2 separate regions of the Canis lupus genome follow, and region 2 is linked to region 1. Evidence: chromatin contacts called from public Hi-C data. All regions are on one chromosome and are shown on one strand. Each heading gives the region's core, a stretch centred on a gene start, on an enhancer-like site or on the middle of the called end of the contact. The rest is flanking DNA. Distances are from core to core; before and after follow the strand shown.

Evidence for each region. A called contact is a pair of places that touch in the nucleus more often than the background predicts.
Region 2: a Hi-C map of skin fibroblasts shows a contact between it and region 1, with 3 times the contacts expected there. The contact joins two enhancer-like sites. A contact is called at or near these places in 3 of 9 Hi-C or Micro-C datasets (amygdala, liver and skin fibroblasts).

What each region holds. Positions count from the first base shown.
Region 1 is chr29:41,481,591-41,489,094 of UU_Cfam_GSD_1.0, reverse strand. PTDSS1 (phosphatidylserine synthase 1) reads right to left here. Exons shown (of 13, transcript XM_038579819.1): 11 at 6,978-7,046; 12 at 6,393-6,462; 13 at 3,768-4,809. The coding sequence ends at 4,700. Among named protein-coding and RNA genes, the nearest start is that of MTERF3, 47 kb to the right of the region's middle. Within about 2 kb of position 4,689, at least 3 of the 20 cell types and tissues checked have an H3K27ac peak or open chromatin away from gene starts, as enhancers often do.
Region 2 is chr29:42,287,407-42,294,910 of UU_Cfam_GSD_1.0, reverse strand. It overlaps LOC119866764, which reads left to right. Exons shown (of 5, transcript XM_038579844.1): 5 at 1,523-1,960. The coding sequence ends at 1,792. Among named protein-coding and RNA genes, the nearest start is that of MTDH, 53 kb to the left of the region's middle. Within about 2 kb of position 4,485, at least 2 of the 20 cell types and tissues checked have an H3K27ac peak or open chromatin away from gene starts, as enhancers often do.

The DNA of each region.
Region 1 (7,504 bases), core at 3,440-5,939:
CCCGGAGGCGAAGACAGAGCCTGAGGCCCTGGGGTGAGTCGACTCACCCTCCCCAAGCTTGACCCCAGGGAGTGCGGGTAAAGCCACCAAACTCGCGAGACCCGGAGCACATGCATGACACACACACAGTGCTGGACCTGTGGGGCGGGTGGTGGTGGCGGCAGGGATGCCCCCTCCCCTGGAATGGAAGATGCCACCCGGGTGCTAGGCCCCTACGCGCGGACTGCTGTTAGGCGCAGTGGGGACACGGGGTCCCCAGGGCCACCCGGAGGTCTCCCAGGGTTCTCAGTGCTCTGGGAGCTGGTCTGTGGATGTTGGCGGTGGCGCATGGAGTCCGCGCCCCGCTCCTGGCCCGGGTTCCGTCCGCTCCAAAAGGGAGAGGACTCTAGACAGGGAGCTGGGGATCCTCCTTCCCGGGGCTGCGACCGTGAGACACGTGCTCGCTCCAGGACGCCTGCAGTCCCGTGGATGGCAGCAGCCGAAGCGGCCCGGGTGCGGCGCGGGGGCAGTCAGGGTTCGCAGCCCGACGCTCCCCTGGATGGCCAGAACCCTGCCTGAGGTCTGACCCCGGGATTAAGGCTCTTCCCTGTGTTTTCCAGGCGTGGAAAGGCAACCTTTTAGTCTCAGATGCTTCTACTTGTCTTTCAAAGGCAAACAGACCTTACTTCCTGTGGTTTGTAAAACTGCAAAGTCACTGTTCCTGAGCGTCCAGGTTCCTGAGTGTCCAGGACGGGACACAGCCTACGTAGGAGCAGGAGGGCCGGCAACTGCGCGCTGGGGAGACCGCAGGGGCCGGGGGCGGGACGCCGGGCAGACGCCAGACACCGTGGGGCACCATCGGTGCCCACCACTCGCAGGCCCTCTGCATGTGTCTTCAGAGCCTTCCAGTAACAAAGAAAAAATAATCAACCTCCCGGGGAGAGCGGCTGGAGCGAGCGCCCAGGACGGCTGTGGAGGCCGGTGGCGGGCTGCACCAGCCCTGCAGGCTAAACCCGTGGGCACGTGCTGTTCTCTCGCACGAAATTGCTGTCCTCGCTGCGTTTATGACAAGGGGACGGGTCTGCCAATACTCTTCACCTTGCTTCAGCGGGACGAGGATGCGGGGACTTGGGAGTCTGGTTTGCCAGCCCGGCGGCAGGAAGCCTGCCTTCCCCGTCCCTCCGGCCAGCCAGGCGGGCTCTACGCACACGCCAGTTCTCAGCCAGAGTCCCGGGACACATCACAGGAACCAAGCTTAGCTGTGGGAGGCCTTGGAGCTGCTTGGACCTGTTACAGACCCTTCACGGGGTGAGACTGTAACCACCAATATTTTCTTACAGAGCAAGCGGCTTCCAAATCTACCCGACAGAGCTGCAAGGAAGGGATGTCAGGACAAAGTCACTGATGGATTTCTGAAATGGACTAAAGGCAGCCTTCCGTAAACACAGGAGATGAGGGAGATTGTTACGAGTCAGCATTCTGACAAACCAAAAATATAAATAAATAAAAAAAATCACCTGCAACCATTTTCCTCCTTCGCAGGCAGACCTTAATAATTCCTCTGAATTCACAGAAGATAAGAAAGTGAAAAAAAACTGTATTTATTGCATCAAAAATAATATCAAAGTTCCACCTGACATTTTTGGTGACCTTCACCTGTGATAGTCCTAGCATCAGGTGTAGAATGAAACGCAACCTAGAGAAATATCGTAAAAAGTGAATCGTTATGGGCTAGCAAATGCGACCGTGCAGCCCACTGGTCTGAGCCATTACTCAAGCCGACCCTTGCGAGGAACCAAATCTCAAGGATGAGCCTTGCCAGCGCACATGCACGTACAACGGGAAGACATGCATTTACGGCGAAACGCTCAGCGACGGACCGAAGTCTCGCATCTTGATTTCGATCCTGTATGTGGGACGTATATTGAGGATTGCGATGGCCTGCCTAGGAGCCCTGGTGCCCCCGACAATTGGGACGCCGTAGATGAAGCCAACCTGGCGAGCATCGCGGCGGGCCCAGCGAATCCGCAGGACGTGCGGAGCACGTGAATCAAGCCCCCTGTGCGCAAGGTCTGGTTTTCCACAGTGAATGGGTGCTTCCATTCTACTGGGCATTTAGCCTCTCCCACCCCGTATGGCCCTGACCAAGTGCGCTCTTAGAAACACGTCAAACAATCCAGTGTCCACTTCCAGAGGGAGACCCCTGACAAAAAGACCTGTCACTTTGGGATGCAGCTTCGGAGGGGCCGACCAACAGGGCCGAGCCTGCCGAGTTTGGTGAAGAATTTTATTTTTCCTGGGTGAGAACTCACAAGCTCACCAAAGAAGAGGTGCTAGTGAAAATAAGGTTGGCTTTTATGGGATGTCTTTTATCATCAACATGCTTCACAGGTCAACGAAATGTCCTAGCATCGCGGCGGGAGCGGTTTGGCCACGGCTTCTGCAAGTGGTGAAAGCAGACGTGAGGCAAGCCGGGGAAGGCCATGGCAAGACCAAGAATGACATGAAGGGAAAAGTGCCCAACACTCGGTACCACGCTACTTACGGAGAAAGACCCATGAAACATTCCTCGTGCGTTATGTCCCAAACAGTGGTGTCTGCTAGCGGGGCAGTCTGCAAATGGCACATGTGAGATGATTGGCAATCAAATCATTTCTGGTATGAAATGAGGCCTCTGGTCTATTTCCATCAACGCGAGGTCCATTTCCATAGAAACGGGCGGAAAAGTAGGGCAAACCCAGCAGTATGGCTTCCAGGAGGAATGGCGGCCGAGGCTCAGCCAGTCACCGAAAGTGCTGGTTTTCTGACTACTGTGTCAAGAGCTTTTACTGGGAGGGGAAAAAAGAAAGTTCCGACTCAAAGAGCAGGCACAGACAGTGTCTGGGGACTTTGCTGGGATGTCACACAAAGGCATGGAGGAAAAACGGTCTCCTGTGCACGGTGCTTTTCGAATGCCCCCCAGGAAAGTCGGCCGCCTTGTGTGCAACGGGGCCTCCATCTATGCCAGCCTTGCAGCAAGGAACAAGCGGAGTCAGAGGCACGGTCAAGAGCTTGGAAACGCTCGATGGTGTGGGCCAGGCCCAGGAAGGAGCGTCGAGGTAGACCATGGACGTGATCCCGTGACACACTCAGGACTCAGTGCACAGAGAAGCAGAATGCAGCGGGGGACGAAACAAGTGCACCTGCTTGCAGAGGTTCTCGCTGTGCCCGGGCCTACAAACTGCCTCTCTGCTCCTCCGGCGGCAGCAATGCGCCCGGCTGCTGGAGCAGGTCTGCACGAGGCTCTGAACCCAGCGGTCAGAGCAGGCCCAGGGGTGCAGCGTGTGACCCCAGCTCTGCAGGATTCATTTAACCCCTTTACCCCGGAATTCCTATGCAGGAAAAGAAAAACATGACAGTCCTAGGTGAAAGGTGTTGTTTTGGGGGGAAAGACATGGAGAACTCTGCTCTGTGAAGGAACAAGAGGATCTCCTTCAGCCAGTTTCTGTCCGTCTGCTAATCAGCTGAGTACTGGCCGTTTGTAGGAGGGGAAAATCCCACTGGGTTCATGCAGCCACGTGAAAACACAAGGACGATCTTGTTCGCCTCCTACTGGTCACTCGGGGAGCTGAGGAAATAGGGCGCGCGTCCGTGAGCCCCCTGAAATACCTGCCTCCCTCCTTCTTGCCTCATAAAGCATGTAGGCATGCGGATTACCCTGAGGTCACCTGAACAGGACAGTGACTGCTGACAGGTGGTGGAAAGTACCAGTAAGATGCAAAGAAATGAGCATTCTGCAGAGACTCATCTTTGATGGACTTTAACGTGAGTTATTTTATTTAAAACAGGAATCCATCCGAGGTGGTGAACTACCAGGGCAAAGGTTCTAGAGCATGGCACACGTGAAAGGTAATACTCACCAGCACCTGACATGGGACTAAAGGACAATGTCAGCCACACACCAGGAAGGAAAACAGAATGTCAAAGGCACCTGGCTGGGAGAGGAGCCATGGCGGGCGCTGCCTCTGCAGCAGGTTCACTTCTGCGCGCTGTGGACACGTCGGGACAAACGACATTTGGAACGGACGAGAAAGGTTCTGATCTGAAGCCTGGGGTCCTGGGTGGGGGGCTGACTTGTCCTCACATGGGTTTCCACCCACCGCGTCCTAAGGAGGGGGGCATGTGCTGGAGGGAACACACTCTCCCCGTCTCATCTGCAGGCGAGGGGCGCGCCCTCCCCAGTGCAGCTTCAGCAGTGGCCTCTCACTTAAAACCAAAGAAGCACGACGATAACACGAGACAGAACAGCAGCCTGACCCGAAACCAATCCGCGGGATGGGAGAGGCAGGTCCCTAACAACAAAAACCCGTCACCAGCTTGAACATTGGAAGGAAGGTGTGCCGACGACCCGCAACCACAGGACACCCACGCACGCTGTGGGCCGGACAGCTGGGCGCCAGGGCCGTCCCTTCCCGCGGAGCTCTGCGCCCCTACCAGGGACCACATGCCAAGTGCCGAAGCTGGACGAGACCCCGCATTGGCAAAGGATCCCAGGCGAGGACCTGCCGGGCGTGACCAGGTCTGCGGGAAACAAGACTCACGCTGTCCAGTGATGACCCCAGGCCCCTGTGCTCGTCCGGATGGCACCACCTCTTTGCCCTCGGCACAGGGAGGGCCACACCACCTGTCCACCCTCCCAGTTCTAGGCACTCTCCGGGACGTCCACGTGAACCAGGCTCCTTCATTTCTTTCCAAGTCCGTTGGTGACTTTCGACTTGGAATGCCGATTCCTTCTTCTGGAAGAGTGGCTCTCGTGGTTGCCTGGGTGCTTGGGTGGGCTGTCTTCAGAACCTGGCGGAGGAAGGAAGGAGAACACGCCGTCAGGGCTGCAGGGCCTGTGGGCTGGGCCTCAGATGGCCTCTCTCCGCCCAGGCCGCCCGCCGCTGATCCTTGCACTCCATCTAGTGGCTCGTGGCGGCTGGTGGAGGCACCAGGGCCGGCTGCAAACCCCGCAGGCAAGCAGGGCAGGCAGCCGCTCACCCCGGGAAGGGCGAGGGGAGGGGCGTCCTGAAGAACTTGCATGCCCTAGGCCCTCACCGGTGGGGGTGGGAGGGTGGGGGTGGGAGGCCTTATGCTCCCTGTGCTGGGGCGGGGGTGGGGGGTGGGGGGAACACATCAAATCCTGGCATGAGGCAGAATGATGAAGCCGCCGGGCGTCTAGGGGCCTCTCCCAACCAAGGAGGCATCACCCGAGGTCCCGCCTTGACCCGCAAGCCCCAGGGTCTCTACCTCCCTACACTGGAAGGTTCTGGACTTCACAGGACTAAAGATCTCCTGCCCTCTATCGGGGCCCAGAGCACACTTTGAAAAGTGGGCCTCTTACTGCTCAGGGCAGCCCCGGAGCCTCCCACGGGGGATGCCACCCCCCAGGATGCTCAGTCCCCGGGGCATCGCCGGTCACACTGTGGTGGGCCGAGAGCTCGCAGGACAGGCCTCCCAGGACAGGGGGTGGGGGAGCGCGCGGGGGGCCGGGGACGCGAGTGGGTCTGCGGACAGGGTTCTCTGCACCGGGGCTCAGGCCTGGGCCCACCCCAGGGCCGCCGCTACGGGAACCCCAGAGAAGCACGAGCTCTGGTCTCGGGGGCAGGGCACCAGCTGCAGGGCTATTTCTGTAACTGCTACGCCTCCCTGTCACAGGGACGCGTGTGCGGCACTGCCTGCTCGTCGCCGCCTCTTGGGGAGCAGGGCTCGGCGGGCCAGGAGCCAGGGCCGCCCTGCATGGGACCCCCGCCCACCTGCACCGGCCTGCAAACAGGTGTCCACCCGCCCCTGGCCCAGGTCTCGCGGGGCGCCCCCCGCAGGAAGAAGCGTGAATCGCGCGGCCCAGGGAAGCCTGGACAGCCGCCCGCAGGCCTACCCCTCCGTGGCCTCACGGCCTCCTGCGCTGCCACTGTCCCCTCGGTCCAGCCCCCGGGTGGCTCTGAGAGCCTGCGGGGGGCGACTGCACAGGGGCACCTCCCTGGCATCGGGCCCGAGCCTGCCCGCCGATGCCGCCAGGCCCACAGCTCCCCAAGGCCCTGCAGAGGCCAGTGGAGACCCCGGCTACGGCCAGCAGCTCTCCTCCCCGCACGTCGCTCCTGGGCCTTGGCAGTCAGGACGGCCCTCAGGATGCTACAGGCTCCAGGCCCCCGACATCCTCCCGTCACAAGGCGCAGACCCACGGGGCGCCTCTCCTCAGGAAGCCAGGTCCCCGCGGGGTCCGGCCACGACTGTGCAGGCCCCGGGGGCGCGTAGTGAGGACGCGACGGGCAGTCTGGGGCCTCGGGCGAACGCTTGCCAACACCAGGGGATGAACCCGGATCCGGATCTCCGCGCTGGGCCTCGAGACGAGCAGGGCCCAGCAGGGGGCTCAACACGGGCTGAGAAGGACATACCTTTTGAACCTTTCGCATGAGACCAGGAGATTTCCGGGCCGTAGGTGCCATCGTCGCATTCTGAGTACGTCTAAGGGAGACAGAGGCACAGGTCAGGACAGGTGCCAGGCACTGGGTGGCCGCCCAGCAGGTGAGGCTGCATCACCCGCGTCCCCCACATGGGACCCAGCCTCCTTGCTACAAGCCCACGGGGTCTCCCGGGGACGGGACTCGTGTTCTAGACGGGGCCACCAGCCCCTCGGGCGTGGGGTGAGTCAGGACGAGGGCCGTGGTCACCTAGCCATGATGCTGTGCGGCAACCACGAAGGCAGGTGGCCAGCCCGTTCCCATCCACCCCTGCACGTCCCACGAGGGGCCCAGGTGGACTCAGGGGGCAGGGAGGCCCAGCCTCGTGAACCCGGCCCGGGGCTCTCCAGGCAGTTTCACTTGTAAACAGACACACAATTGGGTTTCGAACCCCTTCCAGAGGGTGGAGCTCGGGGCTCCGAGGGGGCAGCTGGGGGGCGAGTCTGGGGTGGCCACGGCGCTCCAGGGGCCCCGCCAAAGCTGCCAGCAGGACGCGGCCCCGTCCGCCCCCGCCCCTACCTTCTCCCGGTGGCCGTAGTGCTCTGCGTACCACACCATGCCGTACAGACACAGGAAGGTGGTGAAGGCCTGGAAGACACAAGCCCCCACGCTCCATCAGCGACAGGCACTGAATCCCCTTCCCCGGCTCCAGCAGGACGGCGCCCACGAGGGCTCGGCGCAGTGTAGCCCTGTGTCCCAGGCACCGTTACAGAGGACAGACATGGGCCTGGGGGTGTGAGCCGGGCGCCCCCCGCCCCCGCACTCTGCATGAGCGTCACCAGGAGGCCCGAAGCGCCACGTGGGACGCCGACAGTCGGCAGGCAAGGGCACTTTAGATGGAGTGTAAGGGGGACGTGTTCCCAGCATGGCCCTGCCGGTGCTCCCTGGGAGGACACCCCGGACGTTGGATGCTCCGAGTCTGGCTCTCATGGCCGCCCCGCTGCCCCCACCTCTGGGACGTCACGGGGACGTGACATCAGCTTCTGTGGGAAGAGGAGTCTTGGCTGAGAAAGAGGCTTCGTCCCTGGGGTCATAGGGGCCTGACG
Region 2 (7,504 bases), core at 3,236-5,735, 810 kb before region 1:
AGCCATGGGACATTCCATTTAAAAAGTTTGTGGGCAGCCATAAAATGATCCTAATGGTTGTATAAACAGGCAACAGTCATAAGAGAGGATTCAAGTAACTTTCCATTACTTGGCAATGTTTTAAATTTGGCTTATCTGACGCTAACAAGCGAGGGAGAAAGCCAGCCCACAACTCTAAAACCAAATTAAAACTGCTCTTGAGGCATCTGAAGATTTTGAATTGGTTTCTGTTTTGTTCATGCAAGTCAGCAGGCAGGGTGAGAAAAGCGCTGACCTGCAGCAAAGCGTCCGCCTTCCCAGCAAGGCCTCGGCTTCCCCAGTGCGGTTCAGAAATCAGCTCTACAAACCTTCCGCATCCCAAGTGAACGGTGGAGGAAACAAACAAACAACTGAACAGTGTCGTACAATTTAAACGTGTAGGAAACTGCCCCCGTATGCGTCCGGCAGGTGTCCACGGATGCCGTGGCTCACAGTGGTGACTCACGGCGAAGGCTGGCGTGATGCTGCACCCCAGAGAGCCATTTACAGGACACGGGCGCATGTCGCTTTCTTTAACTATCATCTGATTGGTCTTGACGTTTTGGGGCTCTGCCGTTTATTTCAATATTAAATTACAGGTTTTTAAAACCAGACCATTGTGCCTGGCCATCCAGCAGCTTCCTATTACTCACCTGCCACAGCTTGGGAAAGTCATCTGAGGAAATGTAATGAGATCAGTGGGGCAACCCCTTTCCAAGGCTAATTATTCCAGCACACTCTGTATTGCATTGTTATTTTTAACTCACTAACATTAGCTTTTTTTCTTCCTAAGGAGACTTGAGTCCACTCGATTTCTCTGTCAAAAAATGCAGATTGCAATTTTATTTTTTCCTTGTTTCCTGGGAAACTAGAACTCTCATGTCCAGCTTCATTTTCCCGTCTCTCCTTTTTGATGTTCTCACAGAGCAGGGATTAAAACTGGTCACTACAAGGTGACGGACACGTTTTCAAGTGGCCTGACCTTTGGAGGTGATGGAGGTTGGGAAGAGCGGTTTCCAGCCACAGGGATGGAACTCATCTTCGTGTTTTGCCCCGACCCCTCTCAACCTGTGGATCCACGGCCCGGTGATCCTGGGAAGACCCCCAGGGGTCAGATCAGCCCTCTACCCCAAACTGAACCCCGTCTACTCGCCCCCTCTATCCCAGTCCTCACAACTTTTCCCTCACTCATACCATTGGCTCCAGGGACTTTCTTACTATCCCTGCACACACACCAGCTGCACTGCTGCCTCTGGGTGCCTGCCGTCCTTGCTCTTTTCCTAGAATGTGCTCTCCCCAGATACCTTATCACTGACTCTCTCATGTCCTTAAAGCCTGTACTTGGTGAGGCCATCCTCGACCATCCTATTTGCAATCCCAAGCTCCTTCCCAATCCCCGCCTGGGATTCCCTCTTCCCCGCTCCTTCTCCACAGCATGCATCACCCTCTATCTTACTGTGTGCATTGCTGTTTTATTTTTCCATGTCTTGTTTTTCCCTAGTAGCACCTGAACTCCAAGATGGCAAGACACGTCGTGCGTTTTGTTTACTGCTGTATCCCCACTACTCAGAAGAATGCCTCGAAAAAGTCATTATGTTCCTCATTCGTGCCTCATTTCGGGAAGCCTATCGATATTGGATCACGCGGACCCTTAAAACTGCCTCGGGGTGCCCTTACCCAATGGTGTGCTCGTGGAATCCTTTCACAAATAGAAACTGTAAATGCTCATGACGACCCCAGAAAAGAAACACAGAAAAATGCAATGGGTTTTTAATGTATGTTTCCATTTTTGAACACTTGAAAAATAGGTCATTCATGGTCTTTCTTGTATAATTAAGAACTCCATTGACACCATTAGCAAGTTATTAGCAGTGACTTGGAACTAAGTATGTGTGTCATAATCCTTCCCCAAATAAAGAAAATAACTTTAATAGCTTTGAAAGATGTTCAATGGAATTGGTTCAGCTTGGTTTTATTTTTCGCAGAAGTGATTTCTCTGCATCGGGGGCAAGTTTTTGACTTGTTAAATATTTACTAAGCAGCTTCTATATTGCAAGTGACAGTGCATTCCAATGATGCGCCGTGTCGTAGTTATTTCATTTATGAATTTCTCTTAGTGGACTTGAGTTGGGGTACTTGGTGTGCGCTGAACCGGGCTATTGGTACAACGGATCTGTTGCCCTTCGCAGAATCCCCAGGAGGTCACACCCTTTAAGAGACACATAGATCAGTCTCCTGGGAGTGGCTGGCTCTTTGGTAAGGTCCAATCTTCGTCCCAAAGGTCTGTCTCACTTTCACCAAGTTCCCAAAGCAACCAACAGCCAGGATTCTCGAGCAGCCTCTGTCCTGGCTAGAGTCAGTTTTTGTGGGGAATCAGCACATGGAGAACAGTAGGCCGGCAATACTCCTTTGTACAACAATACTTTAAAAAAATTATTTATTTATTTATTTATGATAGGCAGAGAGAGAGAGAGAGAGAGAGAGAGAGAGAGAGAGAGAGGCAGACACAGGAGGAGGGAGAAGCAGGCTCCATGCACCGGGAGCCCGATGTGGGATTCGATTCCGGGTCTCCAGGATCGCGCCCTGGGCCAAAGGCAGGCGCTAAACCGCTGGGCCACCCAGGGATCCCCAACAATACTCTTTTGTAGCAGTTTACTCATTGCTCTTTCAGGGACTAGTGGGCTCTGATTGCGGTTTGTACCCCCTTACTAAACATAATCACCATATATCTTCTTTTCTCTTAAACCGTTTTTTAAATTATTTTATCATTCGTTTTTTAGTTTTTTTAGGTTGAACATGTATCTTCTGATTTAATGTTCATTCATTCATTCTAGTGTAGTGGGTAAAACTGGGGGCTTTGGTGTGCCAGGTAAAAATTTCAGTGTATTATAAACACAACTCTCATATAAGTATAGAATGAACATGTGTCACAGATTTAATCAACTCATTAATGAGGGAACTAGCAGGGTGGTAAACCTGCTTCAAAGGATTACAGCTGAGATGGAAGGATTTATAGTCACTGAAAGAGGATGCTGGAATCGACTGGTGCAGTAGTTGGAAACGGGCTAGTCTCCCAGGGGATGCTAGAGCTGTCCCCTTTGGAGTTAACTTTTCCAACTGGAGAGAAGCTCTCTTGCGTTGCTGTGGGTCAGGGACGGTTTAGGTCACTCTCAGCTTTGTACAAGTTAACATCTACCCGCACAAAGTTGTAGTAGACCCTAATCGGTGGTAAAGAGTGAGTCACTAGTAAACCCCCGGAGGACAGGATAATTGTGGAGCGGGTCTGTACCATGTTCAGGATGACACTGACAAGGCAGCCAGCCACCTTTTTGTCCACTGCCAAGTTTTGGATGTTTTTGCCATTAGGTTGCCTGGAGTCAAATTTTGGCCCCACGCTCACCAGCTATGACTGCGGCCAAGATATTCAACTTCTCGAAGCCTCAGTTTCCTCATCTGTAGAGTTAACAATAAATAGTTCCTACCACATTGGGTTACTGTGAGTTGTCAGTGAGCCGACCCAGGTGAGGAGAATGGAACGGAATGTGATCGCCCGGCCTCCAGCAAGTGCTCATAGAGCTTAGAACTATTCCTTATGCGGGCGTTAGGCTGAACTGTTGGTAATCAGGGGAGGAGCCGTGTCCTCCATGTCCTGGCCTGGTGAGGGAGGGTGCTGGGACTCTAAGGCCATCACAGTCTTGGTTGTAGTGGTCAGAAGAAGTTCATGTCTTTTAGGAATCACAGAGAGCTTTTACCTCCAGTCTGCGGTCAGAGTAGCCATTGGCAGTCCAGGGCAGAGCCTGGATGGAGGCAAAGTAGGGGGGCACTGGGACAAACAGAAGGTGGAACAGAGAAGGGGCGGGGGGAGCTGAGGGCCTGGTGTCACTTGGAGGTGGGGGCTGCTGAGCCAGTGGACATTTGAATCTTGTTTTCCTTCTTTTCTTTCTTCCTTTCTTTCCTCAACTGCTGAAGCTTCCATGCAGGCACTAGGTACTCTTCTGGTTGGTACTTTTCTACTCTTCAGAGTTGAACATGATACAGTCCCAACACTTAGGGAGTTTGTGAACTAGCAGAGGAGCCAAACGTGACCAATCGTTGTAGAGAGTGTACAAAGTGCAGTGTATCAAATAGGAGATATGCCTGCAGGAGGAAAGCGTTTGCTCCTTCAAGATTGTTCCGGCAGCTAACTGGCCTGGGATGGACCACAGAAGGAAGGCAGTGGAGCTTATGAACACATCAGGAGAGCGACAGTGATTTGTTATGGGTTGGATTGTGCAACCCAAGGTAATATACTGAAGTTCCAATCCTCAGAACCTCAGAATGACCTTATTTGGAAATAAGGTCATTGCAGATGAAATTAGTTAAGATGAGGTCATAGTGGAGGAGGGCGAGCCCTATTGCGATGTGACTGGTGTCCTTAGGAGAAGGGGGGATTTTGGACACACACACACATAGAAAAGGAAGTTGATATGAAGACACACAGGAAGTCGGCCATGTGAAGACCCAGGCAAGACAGGAGTCGTGCTGTCACAAGCCAAGGAAAGCCTGGGGCCACCAGAACCTGGAAGTGCGGAAAGATCATCCCCTAGAGTCTTTGGAAGGAACATGGCCCTGCTGATGCCTTGCTTTCTGACTTCTAGCCTCCAGAACTGTGAGGGAGTAGGTTTCTGTTATTCTAGGCCAACCAGATGGTGCTACTTTGTCACATCAGCCCTAGGAAGCTAAACAGCTTTCTGGGCAGGTGGTACTATTTACAGTTTGCATTAAAAAAAAAAATCATAGAGTAGGGAAACATTGGTACATGACTTATAAAGCACAACTGACACAGCTCATTTCTGGAATGGTCTGGCCAAAGAAGAAGGTCCATGAGTCCAAAAGGCTAAAGAACATTGGGTGATGTTCACTGCGAGCTTGTAGTGGTCCATGCTCTTCGAAGAGCTCTACGTGGATGAACTCATTCACCATTTTAACCCTTCCCGTGAGTTAGGGGTCACAGTCTCCGCCTTACAGAGGAGGAAACTGAGATACAGCCCAGGTCACGGTGTGTATGTATCAGGAGTGGGGTTAAAACCAAGTAGTCTGTTCGCAGAGCTTGTGTTAACTGTGGCCGTGCCGGGGTCCCCTCCTTGGACCTCAGGGGAGGGAAGGGCCGCAAGTGCCCACGGTGCTCCCCCACGTGTTCCTTCCTCAGCCACCGCCCCCGACGCCCTCCCTGTGAGTGCTCCCGTAGTGCTACCTCCTCTTTTTTAGAAAACTGATTTTTAAAAAAGGGAAGTGAAATTCACAAAACATAAAATGAACCACTTTAAAGGGAACAACTCCGTGGCATCTAATGACCTCATGATAGTGCAGCCATGACATCTAGTCCCCCAACATTTCGTCCTTCCAAGAGAAAACCCTGACCTGTGACGCAGTCGCTCCCCATCCTCCTCCCCCGCGCCTGGCAACCACCCATCCACCTGCTTCCGTATCTGTGATTCACCTACTCTGGCATCTTACCTCAGTGACATCGCACACTATGTGGCCTTTTATGTTTGGTTTCTTCCAATGCCCATGCTGTTTTCGAGGTTCATCCAGCACGATTTGGATGGCTGAATGACGGTCCGCTGTATGTATTTACCGCGATTTGTTTATCCCTTTATCTGTTGATAGACATTTGGTTGTTTATTTTATTTTATTTTTTTTTAACCTTTGGCTAATGTGACTAGTGCTAGTGTGAACATGAAGGTACAAGTGCACATCTGAGTATCTTTTTAAAATTCTTTTGGGTATAATCCTAGGTATGCAATTGCTGGCTTATATATTATTTCTTTTTTTCTTCTTTCTTTTTTTTTGGGAGGGGTCATATATTATTTCTATGTTTAACTTTGTGACCTGGCGTCTCTTGTTTCTCATTCTTCCATGTTGGTTCCTCATCACAAAGCCCTGCTTAGAGTGTGGGGAAGCTGGAAAGCTGGAAATGGGCCAAGGAGTAGGGTCAGGGTCAAGGAAAGGCTGGGACCATGTCCACCTTAATTACTGTTTACTTCATCTGTCACATTTATTATGTGGGATTATTCTCAAGTTTTAGGAAAATGGACTAAAAGTTTGCCCCTTAAAATGGAATTGTAGAACATTCAAGATGGAAGATTCTGTAGAGATTTTACAATTTGGTGAATCTTCAAGCTTTCCCTGACTGACTTCTCTCAGGCCTCATGAGGAAGGCCTTGAGGTCCTCCCATATCCCATCCACCCTTTAATCATATTGGCTCTAATTTTTACCTCTTTTACATTTTGGGTTTAAGGGTAAGATTTCCCATGATGAGCAGAGGAATGATTTTTTAAAACTTAAATTGTTTTTGCATCTGGTATTTCCTTGTACCCTTGGGTCCTTGACCCATTCAGTGAGCATGGCTTTCTGTGTCCATTGCCTTAGGAGAAAGACGACTCAGAGAAGTCAGAGGGACAAAACGGGAAGGCATTCTTGGGTTGTAAATTTTAAAAATCTGGGTTTCCGAAAAGGCAGATTTCTGTGCGTAGGATAGGGATTTGGGAAGCGAAGAAAGGCAAAGATTCCTGCCTTGGGAAAGACTCTCAGAGATGGGAGCAAGGAAAAGGTAGCAGGGGAATGAATAGGCAGGGAGGTCATTGGGCCTGGGTGAGTCCTAAGCCATTGATGAATGGCTCACCTATGCTGGATGTCAAAGGAAGCCAAGTCTCCATTGGTGTGAGCACTATGTCCCCTTCAAGGAGGAGCTTGGAAATGGATTTCTTGATGTCTGGTGAGGACTTCCTCTTAGACAACTATCTGCATGTCATCTAATGAATAGCGTGAGGACCTCCATCTGTGTGCCAATACTGTCTCCTTCCTGTGGCACCTATAGCTAGTGGCCTACTCAATTTCCATTCACCTCTTTCCTCTTGCTTTTATATATCCAGCTTGGTTCAGGGTCGTGATGTGTTTATCAAAAAAAATTCCTAGGCTTCCTTCAAGGCCACGTGGACAGTTTCTTAGTCAATGAGATATGAATGAAAGGCTTCCATGTTCCACTGGATGAGGCTTCCAGGAAAGCCTTAGAGAAAACCAGCTGGCATGAACACTTTGCCCTCTCCTTTCTCTCACTTTTCTGCCTAAAATGGAGACATGTTGCCTGCAAATGTCCAGATACTCTGTGACCATTTGCTAAGGACGGCGGGGCAGGGATGTAGAAGGAGCCCAGTCCTTGGCCACACTAGAGCTGGCTTGCCTTGTATTCAGTTTCCTTGTTAAATGAAAGAAATAAATCCCTCACTTAATCCACTATTCACCTTCCAAAACATGTAAATGAGCATATTTGGGACAGGTCCCATGACTCTTAGTCCATGTACACAACTTGAATAGGAACATGTGTCCCACATGCATGACTCGCATCCTGACAACCGATGAGGGGACATATTTCTGGAGACCTGCAGAGGTGGTGCAGTGAGGAAGGAAGAACCTTCAGCACTTGGGTGAAATCAAATGGGACCC